Linked DNA regions of Mus musculus: region 2 is linked to region 1. Evidence: chromatin contacts called from public HiChIP or PLAC-seq data. All regions are on one chromosome and are shown on one strand. The core of a region is the stretch at or near the end of the contact, and the rest is flanking DNA. Distances in the headings are between cores, read along the strand shown. Region 1 holds the start of Atf6b (activating transcription factor 6 beta). Region 2 holds the start of Cchcr1 (coiled-coil alpha-helical rod protein 1).

Region 1 (2,700 bases), core at 182-2,681:
AATGTGGGGGGAACTCATGGAAAAATGCCTGGAGTCTATGCGTCAAGGTGAGGAGGCAAAGATTCACCTTCCTGGATCCTCTGCACCTCTTGCTAAACTCAGACTGGATTCCTTCACCAATGGCCGGGACTCCTGGGAGATGGAGGCTATGGAGAAGGAGGCTCTGGCCAAAGAAGAACACAGAAGGGGTACAGAACTGTTTCGAGCTGGGAACCCTCAAGGGGCTGCCCGATGCTATGGACGGGCTCTCCGACTGCTGCTGACGTTGCCCCCACCCGGCCCTCCCGAACGAACTACCCTTTATGCCAATCTGGCTGCCTGCCAGTTGCTGCTAGGACACCCCCAGTTGGCAGCCCAGAGCTGTGACCGAGTGCTGGAGCGGGAGCCGGGCCATTTAAAGGCCTTATACCGAAGGGGGGTTGCTCGGGCTGCCCTCGGGGACTTGGAAAAAGCCACTGCTGATTTCAAGAAAGTGCTAGCAGTAGATCCCAAAAACCGTGCAGCGAAAGAGGAGCTGGGGAAGGTGGTCATTCAGGGAAGGAAACAGGATGCAGGGCTGGCTCGGGGACTGCGCAAGATGTTTAGCTGATTAAAGGAGACAGGAACCCGCGAACTGTGGTCTGTGTTGTGGAATTTTCAAGGGCCCCGAAGGAAGTTGTTTGAACTCGTATCTCGTTCTGACCTACAGGGAGTTAGCGACGGTGTCAGTGAGCCACTTGGTGGAGGGAGTCCCGGGAAGCGTATCCACCTCCGAGGATAGGAGAGGTTGTCTATTTGGGACTGGCTGTGGCAAACGCCAGAACTTCCGGATGTCAGGGAGTTGCATCCCAGGGAGGTGGAGTTACAAGTGGTTGCGTGTCGCCAGGTGTGGGTGCTGAGAATGTAATCCAGACCCTTATAAGAGCAACAAGCACTTTCCTTTTGGGTGGGAGGGTTTGAGACAGGGCTTCTCTGTGTAACAACCCTGGCCGTCCTGGAGCACACTTTGTAGACCAGGCTGAGATCCGCCTGCCTCTGCCTCCTGAGTGCTGGGATTAAAGGCGTGCACCACTACCGCCTAGTCGCAATAAGCAATATTAAACTGCTGAGCCATCTCTTATCCTAAATGCTGGAACTTTGCTCATTCGTTTATTCATTAATAATTCATTCATTATGCGTGTGCCTTCATGAGTTTATGGGCACCACATGGGTGCAGATGTTTGCGGACAACTGCTCAAGCATGAACACTCTAGCCCAGATGCCGGAACCCTAAGTGCTAGGAACTACATTTCCCACAATGCTAGTTTCTGGGGCCTGTACGGCGCACGCACAGTCTCGCCTGGATCGGTAAAGCGGCTGACCCGTGCCATTGGCCCGGCATGCACAGTCATTGCTCCTTCGTGTCACGTGTTCACCAACTAAGCCTCTGACTGGTCATCAGGACTTCCGGGACGCCGGTTTTCCTCAGCGAGCTCATGGATTTGCCGCGGCCGGGAGGAGGCGGGCCGGGGAGCCGGCTCATGGTGGGGGGTGGGGGGAAGATGGCGGAGCTGATGCTCCTCAGTGAGATCGCCGACCCGACGCGCTTCTTCACCGACAACCTGCTGAGTCCGGAGGACTGGGGTGCGCGGAGTGGGGCCCCGGGGGAGGAGCGGGCTGAGGCTCGCCATGGGCCCGAGGCACGCGGGAAGGCAGCAGAGGGTGAACGAGGAAGGCTGGGCGGACGCCGAGCCCATCCTCCGAGGGAGAGCGCAGCGGGACTCGCGCTTCCCCGGGATGCGGGAGGAGGGAAGACCTTGGTCTCCCGTGGGAGCACGGGGCTGCCCGGGGTCAGGGGAGAGGGGCTGGACGCCTTAGGGTGTAAGGCTGAGCGAGTGGGCGGGCGGTGGGTCTGGCCCGGCCGAGCCAATGAGGGATGGAGCCGGGGCTGGCGTGCCACCCTCCTGACACGCGGGCCTCCATGCAGACAGCACCTTGTACAGTGGCCTGGATGAAGTGGCCGAGGAGCAGGCACAGTTGTTCCGTTGCGTGGAGCAGGATGTCCCGGTATTGCTACCTCAGAGTTTCTCTTATGACCCTTGGTGGTGGGAGGGCGACCCCAAACTTGGAGTCATTGCCAAGCCACAGAGCTCATCAGGGTGTCACCCCTGCTCATGTTAAACTCGAAAATTTCGAGGAGAAAGACCAGTTTCAAAAGTCCATTGGTCTAATTGGCTCAAGTTTTATTTTAGAGGCGCACCCGGGACTAGCCAACTAAGTCAGGATTTTAGAGAGCAGCCCCTTCTGGCCTTTTGGGATCCTTCTTATGGGGTACAGATAAAAGACTGACAGCTGTGTGTCTACAGGGGCGAGAATAGGTGGTTAGTGGTTGTTAGTAAAATACAACGAAAGCAAAAGAGAAACATTTTTTTCTGTAAACTATGGAGCCTTGACACAGTGGGCGTCTTAATTTGCAAGCTGTGTCGCTCCTGTTTTGCTGTCGTACTTTCTCACCTTCCTGCCCGCTAATATGTCCCACTGCTTAGTTTGACAGCAGCTCTCTGGATGTGGGGATGGATGTCAGCCCCCCTGAGCCCCCTTGGGACCCTCTACCCATCTTCCCAGGTAAGGCGCCCTTAGGATTCCCCTCATCTTTCCAAATGCCCTTCTCTTCCCACTGCTTCCCAGAAACTAACATCCCTGTGTGCTCCTCCCTGTGATCCCTGGGGTGTTGTCTGCCCT
Region 2 (2,700 bases), core at 4-2,503, 870 kb after region 1:
AGGTCGGCCCTGCAGCCCAATCGATAGGTGCAGCCAGACTTGGACGGGGGGTGGAAGGTGTAGAGGTCACCGCCCCTGCCGCCCCCTATACGCAGCAGCTGGAAACAGGGCAGCATGGGGGGTGCCCCCTCTGCACCACTTTGCCCACCTCAGAAGTCCATTCCCTCTCCTACTCCTGGGTCATGCACCGTGGGCTTCAATTCAGTTCTCTCTGATGTCAACAGCTAAGTATTGTGCCTAATGCCAACTTAAGCAGTGCAGATTCAGAGCGCCAGAGGCCTGGATATGCACCAAGACAGAGGCTGTCAAGATGAGGTTTAAAAAGCAATTCCAGTAAAGTCCTGATGCGATGCAAAACCAGGAAGACGTCTTGTGGCACCTCAGTGAAGCCGGATCCTCAGGCGGCTCAACATCCGGGAGCCTCCGACAATCTGTGCAAGGCAAAGCTAGTTTAAACCGCAACTGGGAACAGGCAGAGGGGGTGAAGGGGCCCTGGTACACAAACGTGCGTGTGACACGGGTCTTCTCCCTAAGTGTAACCTGGAGTCAGGGAATTTATGGTTAAACTTTCTAATCCAAGTAGCGCACCCCTTCCATCTTTCCCCCCCACCCCCGCTCTTCGGATCAGTTCCCCTAAGGGAAGTGAATCCACTGTCACCCGCAAAGGGCGGCGCAGACGGGTCCCTAATTCTGTAACAAAGTGGATCTCACCCTTTCTTTTTTTCGCTCGCGGGGTAAACTGAGGAAGGGATTCCGTACCCTGCGTCCCGCGCTCCCGCCGAGGTTTGACAGCCAAGGAAGCCGCCCCGAAGGCGGGGCTTGGGTGAAGGCGCGCGCGCGCGCTGCGCAGACTCCTCCTTCGGAATTCCCGGGTCCGACTTCGCGCCCGCGAGCCCGCCCCCCCGCCGGCTGCTTCTGATTGGCCATCTGAGTTGCACCCATTTGCTCTATTGGCCGATGCGCAGGGGGGAGTTGCTCATCTCCCGCTCTCCGCCACTTCTGATTGGCCGGCACGTTTTCCCGGGTTCCCGGGGAGAGGAGGGGCCGTCAGGGCGCGGAGAAAGTTTGGGGCGTCAGGGTGCCTGCTTGCACCTTTCTTCTTCCTATTTCCGGTAGGGAGAAATGGAGCTGTAGAGCAGCCCGCCGCCCCGCGCATGCGTGATCTGGGTGTGGCGTCTAGACTGGGTGCTAGGTGTAAGGGGCGTGGCAAGAGGGCGGATCTCGCGCTGGGTAAGGGGCGTTCGGGGAGAGTCAGTTGGGGGCGGGAAGAGTCTGAGAGGGGGCGCAAGGGGGGCGGAGGGGATCCACAGGGCAAGAGGGGTGCAGGAGCTGGGTCAAAGGATAGATGAGGAGGTCAAGACAGCCTCAGAGTTCAGGGTCCTGACGGGGATTAGCCCGGGGTGTGTGCGGGAGAGAAGTGGGGGAGACAGGACAGGGAGCGACCAAGATAATTCCATCGAAAAAGACTCATACTAGGTCTAGGAAGAGAAACGGGTAGGAATCGCGGGGGTTGAGTGAAAAAAAAAAAAACCCAAAAACTTGAATTCTGATGGAAGTGGGGGAAAGAAGATGCTGTAGGACTCCGAAGAGAGATGCATCGGGAATGGAAGCCGAGGGGATAGAGAGCAACTGAGGCCCGTTACAGAGAGGCCCAGATGAGTTGCCAGGAAGCTGGCTTCCCAGCAACGGGCTCCCGGCTGCTCCGATTCCTCAGGGATCCTAGGGAAGACGCTTAACCCCACATGTGGCCTCATTCTTCCCGGACCAGGCCTTGGGCTAACTCTTTAATAGGAAATGACTCAGAAATCCTGGCTCGATGGTGCCTAGATGGGCTTCCCAACGGCCCTACCATTCCATGGCAAGGACTGTGGAGAGTGGGCTCCTTATACTGTGTCCAGAGAGTCCTGAGCTGCAGGGACCGTAGACACTTAAGGAGGAAGGTAAAGGCACACCACCCACATTCCTGTAAGTAGAAGGAAGCCTCGTCTCAGTAAATTTACCTTAGGGTTGTTGCCTGGTTCATTCTATCAGGAGCGTAGTTGGGACAAGCAAGTGGTTTGGTTACCGTGTGCCTTAGGGAAGTAGGAAAAGAGAAGCGTACAGCCCGATAGACCTGTCAGTAACTTAAGGATTATGACTTTGTTTTTATAGGGCTTTTTCTTTGGAAGGTGGCCTGAAAAATTGAATTGAAGTATCCTTGTTTCTCCTATTGTCCAGGGGAACATAGGTGACTGGAGACAAGAGCTACAGGATTCATATAACAGGAAGATGTTGCCACCGTCAGGTCAGTGAGGCTAGTCAAGGAGACCAGGATCATCTCCCTCTTCCCTCTCCCCCTCTCTCAGAATCTGACAGTCTTTATTCTTGTGACCCCCTCAGGTTTTGCTGGGCTGGTTCCTCCCTCCCACTTCCAAGCTCGGCCCCTTCCAACTCTGCCAAGAATGGCCCCGACCTGGGCTTCAGACGTTCCCTTGGTCCAATCTCCGGCCAGCCAAGATGTCTTAGAGAGACGGCTAGATGCTCAGAGGTCGACAGTGACCACGTGGGGACAGGATTTCTGTGGAGATGGGCAGGGGCTAGGGCGGAGAGGCAGGTAGGGATCTGCCAATCACCTCTTCCTCAGACTGACACATGGTCCTTCATACACGCATGCCTTCATTTCAGCCCCTGGTTCTATAACTTGTGTGGTTTTTCTATAGG

The links. HiChIP or PLAC-seq counts read pairs in DNA pulled down with a chosen protein or histone mark.
Region 2: an H3K27ac HiChIP or PLAC-seq map of embryonic stem cells shows a contact between it and region 1, with 4 times the contacts expected there. The contact joins the promoter of Cchcr1 here to the promoter of Atf6b in region 1. A contact is called at or near these places in 2 of 39 promoter capture datasets (cranial neural crest and liver), 1 of 484 Hi-C or Micro-C datasets (CD4 T cells) and 1 of 115 datasets of contacts at active chromatin or transcription factors (embryonic stem cells).

What each region holds. Positions count from the first base shown.
Region 1 is chr17:34,645,715-34,648,414 of GRCm38.p6, forward strand. Atf6b (activating transcription factor 6 beta) reads left to right here and starts at 1,432. Exons shown (of 18, transcript NM_017406.4): 1 at 1,432-1,602; 2 at 1,946-2,025; 3 at 2,505-2,583. The coding sequence starts at 1,500. Fkbpl (FK506 binding protein-like) reads left to right here. Exons shown (of 2, transcript NM_019873.3): 2 at 1-1,103. The coding sequence ends at 589.
Region 2 is chr17:35,516,000-35,518,699 of GRCm38.p6, forward strand. Cchcr1 (coiled-coil alpha-helical rod protein 1) reads left to right here and starts at 1,254. Exons shown (of 18, transcript NM_001372297.1): 1 at 1,254-1,940; 2 at 2,218-2,284; 3 at 2,380-2,593. The coding sequence starts at 1,743. It overlaps Tcf19 (transcription factor 19), which reads right to left and starts at 825. Exons shown (of 4, transcript NM_001163764.1): 1 at 760-825; 2 at 1-431. The coding sequence starts at 116.